2 separate regions of the Mus musculus genome follow, and region 1 is linked to region 2. A link is a contact called in public Hi-C data. All regions are on one chromosome and are shown on one strand. Each heading gives the region's core, a stretch centred on a gene start, on an enhancer-like site or on the middle of the called end of the contact. The rest is flanking DNA. Distances are from core to core; before and after follow the strand shown.

The links. Hi-C and Micro-C count contacts between places; a contact is called where the count stands out from the background.
Region 1: a contact with region 2 is called in a Hi-C map of muscle stem cells, with 2.1 times the contacts expected there. The contact joins two enhancer-like sites. A contact is called at or near these places in 4 of 39 promoter capture datasets (the 3T3-L1 cell line, cranial neural crest, liver and 1 more) and 8 of 484 Hi-C or Micro-C datasets (the N1E-115 cell line, embryonic stem cells, muscle stem cells and 3 more).

What each region holds. Positions count from the first base shown.
Region 1 is chr13:99,829,049-99,831,748 of GRCm38.p6, forward strand. No RefSeq gene overlaps it. Among named protein-coding and RNA genes, the nearest start is that of Cartpt, 70 kb to the right of the region's middle. Within about 2 kb of position 1,318, at least 40 of the 459 cell types and tissues checked have an H3K27ac peak or open chromatin away from gene starts, as enhancers often do. A contact at or near this core is called in muscle stem cells, where this site is marked.
Region 2 is chr13:99,695,051-99,697,750 of GRCm38.p6, forward strand. No RefSeq gene overlaps it. Among named protein-coding and RNA genes, the nearest start is that of Gm24471, 3.9 kb to the left of the region's middle. Within about 2 kb of position 1,416, at least 13 of the 459 cell types and tissues checked have an H3K27ac peak or open chromatin away from gene starts, as enhancers often do. A contact at or near this core is called in muscle stem cells, where this site is marked.

The DNA of each region.
Region 1 (2,700 bases), core at 68-2,567, 130 kb after region 2:
TGCCTTACCCATATCTGATGCACAATAAGCACTTAAACTGGATTCCTGGTATAATGAAGGAATTTATTTATAAAGTTCTTTTCAAATAATTAACATGTATTATTTCAACAGTTAAGAACTTTTTTTTTTCAAGTGATTTGGCATTTTTCTCTTTAATCAACTCTCTTCAGAGCCTGGTTAATCTGACACAAATACTTTCCTCGAACTTGAGTAGGATTAAACCCCTGTAACTCCTAACTTGGCATTCATGCTCAAAGTTGACCTGCAACCCTATATGCCCACCAGCTCTCCAGACACTGAAATCTCATTAGCTGATTTTCTTTCAGCCACTGATTGTTTATTTTCAGTATACAGTCTCTTTTGGCTACTTAAACTGTTAGTCACAAAGAAGAATAGTTTTAATTGGCCTTTCTAATATTCCTAAGCAAGGAACTCTTGTGTCCTCTGAGTTCAATATAGGTTTTACTCTATAGGCCATATAGGTCTCTACTGCAGGCTCCCTTGCAACTAGATTCCACTTTTCCAATAGACCTGGTCTGTTCTGTTGTTCGAACACAAGGCACCAGAGCATAGGCATTTAGCTCTTCTTCCTGCCTTTATCAGCAGTAACTCCAGCAGATTCTCAGTGCCTTGGCAGATTTGCTTAGCGTCATTCTGTCTCCAGCTACACAGGAAACTCTGCAGTAATTACTGGAAACTAAAACCTTTATACAAGCATCTTAGTTATAGTTCCTATTGCTATGATAAAATACCAAAACAAAGTCAGCCTAAGGAGGAAAACGTTTGTTTCAGCTTATTCCTTATAATCCAACATCTAAGGAAGTCAGGGTAGGAACACAAAGAAGGAACCTGGATGCATAAACTCATGCACAGGTCATGGAGGAGTGTTGTTTACAAGCTGGCTCATTTGGGGTTGCTCAGATTGCTTTTTTATAGAAATAGAACCACAAGCCTGTGGCACTGCCCACAGAGAGTTGGGCCCTCTCACATCAATCAGCAACCAAGAAAATGTACCATATGCTTGCCCATAAGCCAATCTGGTGGAGGTATTTTCTCAGTTGAGGTTCCCTCTTCCAAAATGATTCTAGTTTGTGTCAAACTGACATTTAAAAAAAAAATGAGCCAGCACAAGTAACTGTACCGCCCACATCTGTACTAGTTTCTCCAGAGAGGCCCAAAATATAAGTCACAGACAGTATGCTCACAGCTGAGAGGTAGAGACGTCCAGTAGTCAAGCACACAGATTATGAGTCAGACTATGCTTGCTCCAACTCTATTTCTTCATGGCCTGAACAAAGTTAGAGTGTCTCAGCTGACACTCAGATCAGTGAAGTCTACAGAATCACTAACAACTACAGGGTTTTTCTGGGGAACAAATGACTCATGCTTAGTACAAAATAAATCTCTAAGAAGTTTTTTTACGCAAGCTCGGCTGCAGAGTAAGCCCTTTAGTCACTCCCTGTTTGAACAAGATTGGCAGCCCAATGCCCTTCTACCCAGAAAGTGGAAGAGATCCTGATTATACCTGATCTGTAGAACACTCCCTGGTTTTCCATGTTCATCAGTTCACCAACTCTAAACACAATAGTAGCTGTTCACTTTGCATTGTAAGAGTTACTTCCCGGGGCTGGTGAGATGGCTCAGCGGTTAAGAGCACCGACTGCTCTTCCAAAGGTCCTGAGTTCAAATCCCCCGACTGCTCTTCCAAAGGTCCTGAGTTCAAATCCCAGCAACCACATGGTGGCTCACAACCATCCGTAACAAAAATCTGATGCCCTCTTCTAGAGTATCTGAAGACAGCTACAGTGTACACACATATAATAAATAAATAAATCTTTTAAAAAAAGTACTAAAAAAAAGAGTTACTTCCCAGAATTCCAGCAAAGAAACAAACAAGTGGGGACCCATGCCATGCTGCTCTGAAGGGAGCCTGTTTTCTAGCACTTGCGGAGGGAAAACCAGGTAATTTTTGACTCAGTCCAATTAGAAATTGGGCATTTTCAAGTCTAAACATCCGTGATCATTTCCATTCCACACTTCTGCACTCCAAACGTGACTCACCACTGTGATTTGATAAAACTCCACCAAAGTGTACAGATGTGACTAAGACTTGGAACATCTCCCATTTTCATGTGACTTAAAGGTACCAGTGCCAAGCAACTTCTTGAAGAAGAAGAAGAAAAATCAATTTCTAGAACTGCATGACCAAAATTTAGACCATGTGTTTCAAACTGATGGAAACCTCAGGAAATCCTAACTCCACAAAATCTAATCAGGTTTCCAACACTTAACCCAAGTGGTCTCATTTGGATAGGGAGAAAATTCCAGTTCTTGAAGAACTAAATTATGTTCCACATGGATTCATCTGTACCATGAAGAGTCTTTCTTGCCCCATGAGAATTTGTGTTGGGAAGAGAAAGTAGATTCCGAGTCTAAAGTTGGGATTGCTTTGGGAGGAGACCCGAAGGCACAATGAAGCAATTCTACTTAGAAATACCACACTTCAGCTTGCCAATTAAAAAGCACTTCTTTAGACAGTCAATCTTGGAAGAGAGTATATTACAAGAAAATGTATATCTTCTGAATAGATTCCCTCCATCAACTTAAGCTAGGGGATTGAGGCATCCCTCTTGATGACACTGATAAGATGCTTCACCCAGTAAAAGAGCTTACTGCAGAAGTGTGATGACCTCTGCAGAA
Region 2 (2,700 bases), core at 166-2,665:
TTATTGTGCTCAGTGCTCACCAGTGCTTTGGATATACAGTTGATATTTATTACCTCATAACTAGGTTTTCCCTTGGTTTTTATTCAGTGTTCCTCTTGGCTATCTCCATTTTTTGCCTCTCAGTTTTGTCTTTTTACATATTTATTCTCATTCAGATGCTTTATGATCGTGCCAAGGGGAACATTCTGCCTTCTATGTCATGTCTCAATTGCCAATAAGTATTGATCAAGCAAATGGTTCAGCAAGCAAAGGCACATATATCCACATGGCAGCCACATGGTAGAGAGAACTGAGTCCTCACTGCCACACATGCTCTGTGGCATGCCTATGCCACACACATAGGTAAACCACACATAAAACAACCACCACTACCACAACAACAATAAATGTAATAACAAATTTTATTGACCAGGATAGCGTTGTTTTTCGAATAGCCTCCTGGAGAGGTCTGTCCATAAACAGCAGTCGTGGGTATGATGGCCTAAGCAACTATGTGTTCACCTTAGCCAGTTATTCTGAATCTTGCTGATACTGCAACCCTTTAGCACAGTTCCTCCTGTTGAGGTGACCTCCAACCATAAAATTATTTTTGTGGCTACTTCATAAGTATAACTTTGCTACTGCTAAGAATCATACTGTAAATATCTATGTTTTCTGATGGCCTTAGGTGACCCCTGTGAAAGGGTTCTTTGCCCCCAAAAGGGGTTGTGACCCCTAACTTGAGAACCATTGATCTCAGCAATTTATCGCTGACTCATGGTCTCCATATTCTATAGAGGATATTATGAAGACCATTGCTGAGAGCTCATTCACTGGGGTGCGGCTTGATGATTAAGTAAGAACTAACCTGAGAAAAGTGACTGAGATGCAGAACAGACCGGCTAATCCCACTGCAATGTTGTCTGAGGAGGTGGACTCAAAACAGGAGAAACCAGGAAGAGATTGCTTTATACAAAGCAAGGAGTCAGGACAGTAGCCTGCATCTTTCAGTCTGAAGTCAGGTAGAATCTCGTCACCATGGCAACTGGCTCTATAGAATACACACTTGGAAAAAAATAATCACAATAAAAATGGTATGAATCTGAGTGGCTGACAAAGAGGGACAGGAAACAAAAGAGGCTACCAAGGTGAGTCTACACGGTTGAGCTCCTGAACATGCAAGCTTCCTGATGTGGCTTGCAAGGCACATCCTGTTTCAGGACCTGACATCCCCAAACTCCATATCTCACTCAGCCCACCTACAGAACGGCACAGGCTTTGACTCCATGTTCCCACCAGCCCCTGCTGGCTTGGAGACATCACCATTCTTTTTTTCTGAGTTCCGTCTCATTATCTAATTTGCTCTCTCACCAGAGGTTTTGGAGAACATCCACATTGTGATTGGCTAATGTGGAGACACAAGCACAGTGAAAACAGGGTTGCTTGCCTTGGGCCATGTGTTGCCTCTTTGTTCTTAGGCTCTGAAGACAACCAATAGCAGGTTACAACTCAAGTGTCGATTCAGGCGTTCTGCCACACATAATTAATCTGATTTTAAGCTTTGCACTCCCTTCCAGGGGCTCTGTCCTTTCCCACACCCCCGTACAATCTTTGGGTGACACACTTTTCTAAGCTTGCTTATTCTGCAAAGTTTCATCTCAGGGAGCCCTGGATGTCTCTGTTGGAGAAAAACAGGAAATGAGCGGGGGGCTGCCACCCTGTCATCTCTAGACATTACATCACCTGCCCCTGGCCTTTCTGTCTGCATTGCTTTGATCCCGCCTGGCTTCTTAAAAGCTCTTGTTTTTGCTGTTAGCATTTTCCAGGAGCCTCTTTGGGTCCTGGGATGTCACCTCTCTGGCATGATTCCTTCAGGCTTGTGTCATCCCTTGTGTTTGTCTTTGACTAAATGTGTTCCCTGCTCCTCCCTTTTTTTCCTCTGAAGGAACAATGTCATACCACTCGTATTTTATCTCAGTCTCTCCCAGACCTCCTAATTAAGGCATCTTCCTTGGTAGAGCGTCAGGCAATGAGATCGGATCTATCTTTCTGGCTTCCGTCCTGAGCCTTCAGCTGCCCAGACCACACACTTGCTGTTCAGTTCCAGAGGGGTGAGAACCAAAGCGTTTGCCTTAAAAATGCAACCCTATTCTAGGGTCTGAAATTAAAGCAAAAATGAAACAGCGGGATTAATAAGGAAAATAAAGGGTCTTATGAACTCAGATTTCCTTGATCACCTGGGATATATATCATGAAAAATGGTAGGCCTCACTCTTGGCTTTTCAAATCTCTAAGATCAAAATCTTTTATATTAGCTTTGTGTGCATGCATGTGCACACTTGAGGGATGTATGTGCACGTGTATGGATGTGCTTGTATTGAGGAACAGCACATGAGAGTCCCACTATGTAGCCCTTGGGTGCAACTTCATGTTGTGGGAAATACTTAAAAAGAACTGGCACATTCCCGGCATATGTGCCGGCAACTCTCAGCCCCACTGTGGTCCCACTGGCTCTGTCTCTATCTGCCAACTCTCCAGCGGGGCCGGAGTTCCCAAGTTTCTCTCGTTGCCATGCAACGACCATCCACCCCACGGTCAGCCACCACAACACCTATCTATGCGGTAGAAACAAAACTCTTGAAGCTTAAAATTAACCAATCAGATTTATGTATCAATAAATTCTCAATTTACAAGATTCCAATACAATAATTTCAGAACCAA